Regions from separate parts of the Mus musculus genome. Here region 2 is linked to region 1. The links are chromatin contacts, called in public HiChIP or PLAC-seq maps. All regions are on one chromosome and are shown on one strand. The core of a region is the stretch at or near the end of the contact, and the rest is flanking DNA. Distances in the headings are between cores, read along the strand shown.

The links. HiChIP or PLAC-seq counts read pairs in DNA pulled down with a chosen protein or histone mark.
Region 2: an H3K27ac HiChIP or PLAC-seq map of thymic regulatory T cells shows a contact between it and region 1, with 7 times the contacts expected there. The contact joins the promoter of Rbpj here to the enhancer-like site in region 1. A contact is called at or near these places in 2 of 15 datasets of contacts at CTCF or cohesin (CD8 T cells and the NIH/3T3 cell line), 27 of 484 Hi-C or Micro-C datasets (B cells, the C10 cell line, CD8 T cells and 20 more), 41 of 115 datasets of contacts at active chromatin or transcription factors (the 230-238 cell line, CD8 T cells, DN3 thymocytes and 28 more) and 4 of 9 other capture datasets (adipose tissue, bone marrow-derived macrophages, liver and 1 more).

What each region holds. Positions count from the first base shown.
Region 1 is chr5:53,400,880-53,404,764 of GRCm38.p6, reverse strand. No RefSeq gene overlaps it. Among named protein-coding and RNA genes, the nearest start is that of Gm40303, 140 kb to the right of the region's middle. Within about 2 kb of position 1,879, at least 109 of the 459 cell types and tissues checked have an H3K27ac peak or open chromatin away from gene starts, as enhancers often do. A contact at or near this core is called in CD8 T cells, CD8 central memory T cells, the CH12 cell line and 23 more, where this site is marked.
Region 2 is chr5:53,588,704-53,592,588 of GRCm38.p6, reverse strand. It overlaps Rbpj (recombination signal binding protein for immunoglobulin kappa J region), which reads right to left and starts at 2,103. Exons shown (of 11, transcript NM_001080927.2): 1 at 1,865-2,103. The coding sequence starts at 1,884.

The DNA.
Region 1 (3,885 bases), core at 630-3,129:
CCACCCAATCCCCCGCCCCCTTCTCATCCCTTAATGTTGTCCCTACACGAGACTGAGCCTTCCGATTCAGCCACATCTTTCTACCACAAGCCATGGCCCTGACAGCTCTCCTGTCTAGAGTTGGAGTGGTATCCCACGAAGGACTCAGCATCGATCTCTCCTCTTTCTTGGTTTGTCTTAGTTTAAAATGGTTTTCCCAGATGTAATTTTTCTTCAGTCTGGAATTTTGCTCTGTTTGCTTCAAACTTCACTATGAATCCAAGTTTAGAATCAGGACTATTATAAATAGCATTTGTATAGATCAGGCATTTGGGGAAGCCATGCTTTAACCATGAAATAAGTCTCCTACTGAAGATGACTCCATCCTCCATCCCTTGGCACTTCCATTTACCTCTTCTCACACCCTTCTCTCATGTAGAGTTTGAGGAAATAGTAGCAAGTCACCCGCAGGGCTTCCCCAGAAGGAGTTGCTAAGTTTAAGTGCTAATTAGCTCAGTTGCCAAAGTGTAAGTGCAGAGACCTGAGTTCCATTTCTAGAGTTCACGGGCCAAGTGTGGTGGTACATGCTGTGATACATGCTGGGGTCACAACACAGGAAGGCTGAGGCAGGAGGATCCCCCTGAGCATCACTAACCAGCCAGCTTAGCCTAGCCAGCAAGCTCCAACCCAACAAGTGACAAGCTAGGTGGATGACATCTAAGGACCAGTAGTCAGAGTTAACAGGTAAGGGAGGGACGATGCAGAGAGGGTGGTGGTGGTTGGCGTAAGGTTAAAAGAGAAGGAATTTTCAAAGCTTTATCAATATTTAGTAGATTTGACACTGAATTAGGACCTTTGATGTAGAAAGGGGTTTTAAAACAGTAGTAGTTTCTCTATTTGGGAGTGGTGGTATAAAGAAGACGCTGTCACTTCAGTGCTCATTTTAACCAGTATCTGGCCCAGAGGTTGGGGACCATCATGATATGAAGGCGAATCCATGACACTTGGATGATTCTGGCTGATGCCCACCTGTCATTTATCTCAAACACCCAGAGAGAGGGGCGTTTCCAAGGAACTGTATCTAGAACCCTGTCTCTGGTTGGTTACTTCAGCTGTAATATCCCCTACAGATCCAGATCCAATGCTATTTTCCAATATGTCTTCAAACCCTGTTTTCGGGGCACTCTCTCTCTACCAGCCTCCTCAGGGGCACACTAGTTTCCACCTCAGAAACTTTGTCCCTGTTTAGACATTCCCAGGACATCTCTCTTCTACCTGTTGCCCCAACCCAAACTTCCAAGTTCCTACTGACTCTCAGATGAGCCAAGCTGCCCTTGACTTTTCCAATACCCAATGATTTCACAAGTATTTTTTTGGGGGGGGGATCATGATCAGTATTGCATTTGGGGTGTGTGTGTGTGTGTGTGTGGTGTTCATTTATGTATTTTACATGAGTTTTACATATCAAACTTGGGTTCTCAGGTTTGCAAGGCAATTGCTTTGAGGCCTGAACATCTCAGTCCTGTCCTTGATCTTTGATGATCTCTTAGAGTTGTTTCGATTGTTCCTGAAGGAAAAGGTTGTATGTGTCTTAAGCTTGTTCTGTATGTCTAAACTGCCTCTCCCATGCTGGCCATGCTTAATATCATCCTGCAGTGGTACATGTTCTGGAAGTCTTCACTGGGCCTGCAGTTGATGTGTCTGTGTTTGCACAGCTTCCCTTTATCTCTGCAGGCTCTGACCAGAGTTTGCCCCCGGCCTTACCCAATTACAGGAAAAATAGTGTTCAAAGTAGGAAGCTAGTTCTACGAATCCACATTTCCTCTGTTAGGCAATGAGCTAGCTGCATGGGGCGCAGCATCTGCTGACACATAGCACACTCATTCGGTTTGATTTCATTTATGTCAGAAAAAGACTATTTCCATTCAAGTCACACGCGGTGAAGGGTAGTGTGGTAAAGCGAGTCATTTTACTCCCTTTAACAGCAGCTTCCTCTTCTAGAATTTTCCAGCTCCAAGGCTTGGCAGGTTCTATGGTTTTGTGGCTACTCGAGGCTTCGAGCAATGCATCTAGCAGATACATTTGTAGACAAAGGGAAAGACTCTGGGTTTCCCCTTGCCTCTCTGTTCTGGGTCTGATGTTAGCAGATGGAAATAGAGATGTTTGTTATCAGTGGCCTAGGCTTTCTCTCTAACCCGGATGGATGTAGCTAAAGATAGTTATGGTCATGCACCCGGGCGTTTCCTCTGTTAACTCTAGGACCCTGTCTGTTATCCTCTAGCTAAGACTCTGTGTTCACCTCGAGGATGGTAACATTAACTGGTCTGCTCAGGGACATCTAGATGACTTCTTTTTGAGAAAAAATCTTTTGTTAGTCTTCTTCCCACTGTGTGAATCTAATACTGAAGCTTTCTGCTTCTAGATTTTTCGATGGGGCCTGTGAGAAACTCAAGGCTTGCATCACTGACTCATAGGGAAACAAATGGAGGCTTATTAGATGCCCTTTCTCTCTCTTATGTGGTGTGAGCAACAGCAAGAGTGTCTACCACTGTCAGCTGTCATTTCATGAGTTTCTATTTCTGTGATTTATGTCTCTGCTGTGTCATTTCAGGTGTCGCACCTTGGGGATGTTATGGCTAAGATAGGAGGTGATTTTCACTCATCAAAAATCGGCCCTTGTGTTTGACAGGGAAAGAAGGAAACCATTCTGTTATTAGTCTTTTAAGTGAATATTAACATCCCCATAAATCGATGATCACTGAAGAGCTCTAAAGTCTTTAGAGATTTAAAGATCTCTAGAAGAGAGATCTAAAGTTAAGTTTAATTTAGAAATGTCTATTACCTAATAGCTGCTTGGGTTAATAGGTTTCTAAGGCAGCTAATTTATTTGGGGCATGTTTTCAAAGGGAGTTGATTGGATGCATGTTTGTACTTCTAAAGGATTTACCAAAGAAGGTATTATTCAGTGGAAAGGGACAGGGGGATTACTGCTCCTCGTTATGTGAAGTTAGTGTGATCTATGTGCCTTGACTTCTGTGTACGTTCAAAGACACAGCTCTTCTTTGATATCTACAAGTAATGATGTTATGGGGTGCAAGGAAGCAAAAGAGGGAAACCTGAGTTTCAGAATAGAGTAAGCTGTTTGGATGAACACTGACACCGAGTAGGTCTCTTGTCCTCTTCTACGTATTCAAAGTTCTTCAAATAAATGTGCACATGCAGGAAAGGAAAAGAAAGAGAAAAGCCATCATTTGGTCTCAACAGTGTATCAGCCTAATTATATTAGACACTGGAGACCTGTGTGACTCCACTTTTGATCCATTCTTACGTGAAGTTCATTATTATCTGTTTTTAATCATTGCTCACTTCAAGAGTAGGACAATGGAGATACAGGAGAAACTTTGAAAGCATTTGGGGGCCTTCCCGAAAGCTTTGAAAAGCATTTCTTTGGAAACATTTCTGCTGAGGCAGCGGGCTGGGTGTGAGTGGGTGTTGGGATGGGTGTCTGGGCTTCCCCTTTTCAGATCTGTTTACCTTACACAAATCTCCATAGAAACAAGGCTTGTTTCTGAGGTGACTTGAGGGTTGCCCCGGAGGAACAAGCAGAAAGACAGAGAGCTGAAATTTTCCTATAATCCTAAGAAGGCCACCTATGGCAAGAAATCATGAGTTCTACTGTGCCTCTCCTTAAGACATAACCCTCAGAACTAAATAGTCTTTGTGTTACAGACAGAAACCTTTAACTCTGAACACTTACTCAAATCGTAAGTGACCCACCCATATTTACACCCGGCGTCTCTGACCCTGATACCCACGTTCTTCCTATAAAATGACACCCCCCAGGAGCCGTGATCTCTCCTCCCACATCCCCTACACATTTTCCAGTATGACATAAAACATACTGCA
Region 2 (3,885 bases), core at 854-3,353, 190 kb before region 1:
ACTTTAAGGGTAATGTATCTTCTAAAAGTAGTGATCAACTAGTGGAAGAATATTTCTGAACAATACATTCAGTATTTACAACCCTAAATTATTTCAACCCTGATGCAGTAATTCAGGCCATTAGTATACAATATCCTACACCACACCCCCAGACTTCACCCAAGCTTTTAACATTACCATAACAATAAGAGCTGAAAACAACTTAATGCTCAAGTAACATAAGGAAGTACCTTTTAAGATAACCAAACTGAAAGCTACCAGTCTTTAGACTGCCCGTAATTAATGTATCCCACAAAGATCCTCAAAGCAGTATTCATCAAACCAAAACTACACTCTGCTCTTTGGCACCTGATTCCCAACGTCGGAATAGGAGTTGCCACACATCCACAGAAGTAAAAATCACAAACTACACACTCAAACTGCAAATTCAAACAACCATAAATGGTAAACTCATTTAAATTATGAAGAAGCAAGCCATTGATCAAATTCCCAAGCCAGATGTCTCCGAAAAGTCATTAAAACTGTAGATACAAATTCCAGGGGAAAAAAAAAAAGATAAACTTCATCAGCCCAACATTCACAAGTTTACAACATCAAAATTCACTCACCTCCTATTCACATCAAACGCACATCCACTGCGAATATCTGAAACTATTCTCCATCACCAACAGGGGGTGGGGTGGGGGGGTGGGAAGTACCTTTGAGCCTACTTCTAACAGTCTTAAAATATACCCTTCCATTAGCCCTCAGGTAACCCAGGTGCAAGGCTACTGCGGATGCCCTTGGCCTGGGGCCGTCAGAAGCCAATGATGGGGACGGCAATAACCATCAAGAAATCGAGATCCTTTTCCAGCGCTACTCTTACCAAGCAAAACAATCACGGGCCCAGAAAGATGGCAAAGAAAAGTGGGGTCGTTTTAATCCCAAGAGAGGGGCGCATAGGGGTGGGTAGGGGTGTGATCCCGAGAGAAATGGGTGCGAAGGAAGAAAGGAGGGGCGCGGAAGGAGCAAACTTAAGTATCTCAAGCATCTCCCAGACTCAAACAACAAAAGCAAACCCTAGAGTCTGTGCGCACTTAGAAGCACCAGATGGAGTCCCCGGGGTTGAGACAGTTCAACAGACAGACACAGTGGGCAGCGGATAAATCAGGCAGTGACGCGAGGGGAAGGGGATGCTAAGAGAATGAGACACTACATAGGGGAGACAAAGCCTTGGGGGGGGGGGGTGAGGACCAAAGAGAAAAAGGTGAGAGGGGATACACACGAGAAAGACAATGGAAGAAAGAGAACGGCAGTAATCTGGTGCCAGGGCTATGGCAGGTCACCCAGCTACTGAAGAGAGGGATACAACAAAGGGGCACGGGAGGAGGGACAGCGGGCGGAGTGGAGGTGCAGACGGGATGCGGGGCGCGCAGCGGCTCCCACAGAGAGCCTAAGGCGGCGAAACAAAGGGCTGGGGGCAGAATCGCGGGGGGCAGCGCACACAGACAAAGCGCTCCGGCGCCCAGGGCAGCGGCTGGGAGGACAGGCGACGCGGGCCACGCACGGGGAACAAAGCTGCGCCGGGATCCCCGCCAGGCCCGCCGAGGGGGGCGCGCGCCGGGCACGGTGCCTACGGCCCCGCGCGCCGGCCGCACTCCGCCCGCAGCCGCCGGCCTCGCCACCGCCCGCCCTCACGCGCCCGGAGCCCGCTCCACCGCGGCGCACGGGCGAGCCCCGCACCGGCCCGCGCCATCGCGTCGCCGCCCCGCGCCGCCTCCCGAGGCCCCGGCGCGCCGCGCGGCCCCGGCCCGCCGCCTGCCGCCGGCGGTCAGACGCCCGCAACTTTCCCGGTTCCCAGCACTCGCTGCCCCCTCAGACTTACCCTGTCACAACAGGCGCCATCTTCCACAAACTCTCGCCAAAACTCCAACCCTCGCGAGATTCCCCCCGCCGCCTTTCCCTGCTCCTCTCCCCCGCCCCTTCCCTCGGCCTCGCCGATCGCTGCCACCCGGCCCCCGCGCCGTCTTTCCCCGCTTCGCCGCCGCCGCCGCCGGGAGCCAGCCGCCTCGCGCCGCCCGCGGACTAAGGGATCTGCTCACTGCCTTTCCCTAGAAACCTACCCCGCCGATGGAGCATGCGCAGGCCGCTCCTCCGCGGACAAGCCCTCCGAGTAGTCCATGGGGAGCGCTCCGGTTATCCGGGTTTTGGGACGCGCCCTCGGGGACGTACGTGGAGACTGAGGAAAACCGGAGGGCATTACTACGGGGACCGGGACTGGAGGGGTCAGGAGGCGGGGCCCCGGGGCCGGGAGGAGGGGTCCTGGGAAAATGCGAGCGTCTCACAGGCCTAGAGGAGACGCCTCCTCGAGTGGGTGTTTTCCAAGTGGCTTCCCGCTCGCCGCGGGTTCCCAGCCTTTTTCATTCATTCCGACGTTCACTGGACACCTCCCTTATGCTAATCTCAGTATCAGGTGCCGGAGCGGCGGAGATCGGGACAGAGCCCCGGTCCCCGGTGACCTGCCAGCGACTGTCTCCATTCATTTGCTCCCGCACGACCCGCACACGCGGCGAGACAGGCGTGATCGCCGCGTGAGCTGACCCTTCCCAAGAGCTCTGCAGGGGAAAAGCATTAGGGGATAAGCTCTGTGCCTTTCGCCGCTTCTCCCCGATGCGAGCTGGGGTCATCCCGAGGTCAGCCTCGCGCAAAGGTGTCCCCCCTAACCCCCCGATGTTCACTTTGCACCCACACGTCAGAGCCCCGAATGGTTGTCCCCAGAGCCACCACTACAAGCCCGGGCACTTGGGAGCGAGCTACCCGCCCAGCTCCGACTGCCTGGGGAACTCATGGCAGCAGCCAGCTTGCAGGATGTAGGTGTGGGTGCAGACGTGTAGGTAACTGCCTAGAAACAGCTCCTCCGGCGGTGGCCCGATGCTGTCGCCCGATGCTTGTCTTGCCTGGGACACCTCTCGGCAGGTGGTGGCCCGAGACCTGTCCCTCCGGTCCCCTACCTGCTGATCCTCCCTGCTCCCCCCCCCCCCCCTTCCCGGCCCTTTGCTTTCCAAGAGATTTCCCAGCTCCTGCATTGCCTGCCTCCCGCAGGGAGCCACAAAAAACCCGGAGAACTGGATCAGCCCGCCCGAGACCCGCTCCGGAGCGCCGCAGGATTGGCGCGGCGCGCTCGCGCCACTGCGCATGTGCGCAATGCGGGCAGCCGGAGTCTCACGCTACACCTCCTCCCGAGCGCCTTCCACCGCTCGGCTCAGACACAACACGGGCCGTGGGAAATTTCCTAAGCCTCGCGAGAACGCGCTCTCCTACCCACCCCGCGGGCGGCTGGGCGTGCGCCCTACATCGCGCAGAGCCGGGGCCCCGACAGGTGTTCGTCCCGTGCGGCTCCCGGGACGCGGAAGGCAGGGTCCGACAGGCGCCCGCGAGGCGGGGCGGGGCGGGGCGGTGGGCGCGTGGCGGGGAGCGGCGGGCTGAGGCCGCCCCGGCACACTCACGCACGCGCCGGGGAGGCTTCCTGTCGCCCTCCCGAGCCTGGTACTTTCCTGAAATGTGACAGACGTGGTGCCCCCCGCCTCCGGGAGCTGTCAGCCAGCCCCGTGTCGGCTTTGAGTCATGCATCTGAGTCACCTAGTCTGGCCTCCACTTCACTTGCTCTACAACAAGTTTGGATTCCCTTAACTATTCTAGCAATGGTTGGTTTGGGGTTTTTTTGTTTGTTTGTTTGTTTTGTTTTTGTTTTGTTTTTTGTTTTGTTTTGTTTTCCTTTATAGTGTCTTCGATGGCTTTGTGAGCCGGCAAGGCTCCGGGAAAGCTGAGCTTAGCGATCTCAAACGTTTGCATTGTGGTACGAGAACACGATTTAAATAGCTTCCCCTTAGTCTGTTCCTAGCCTTT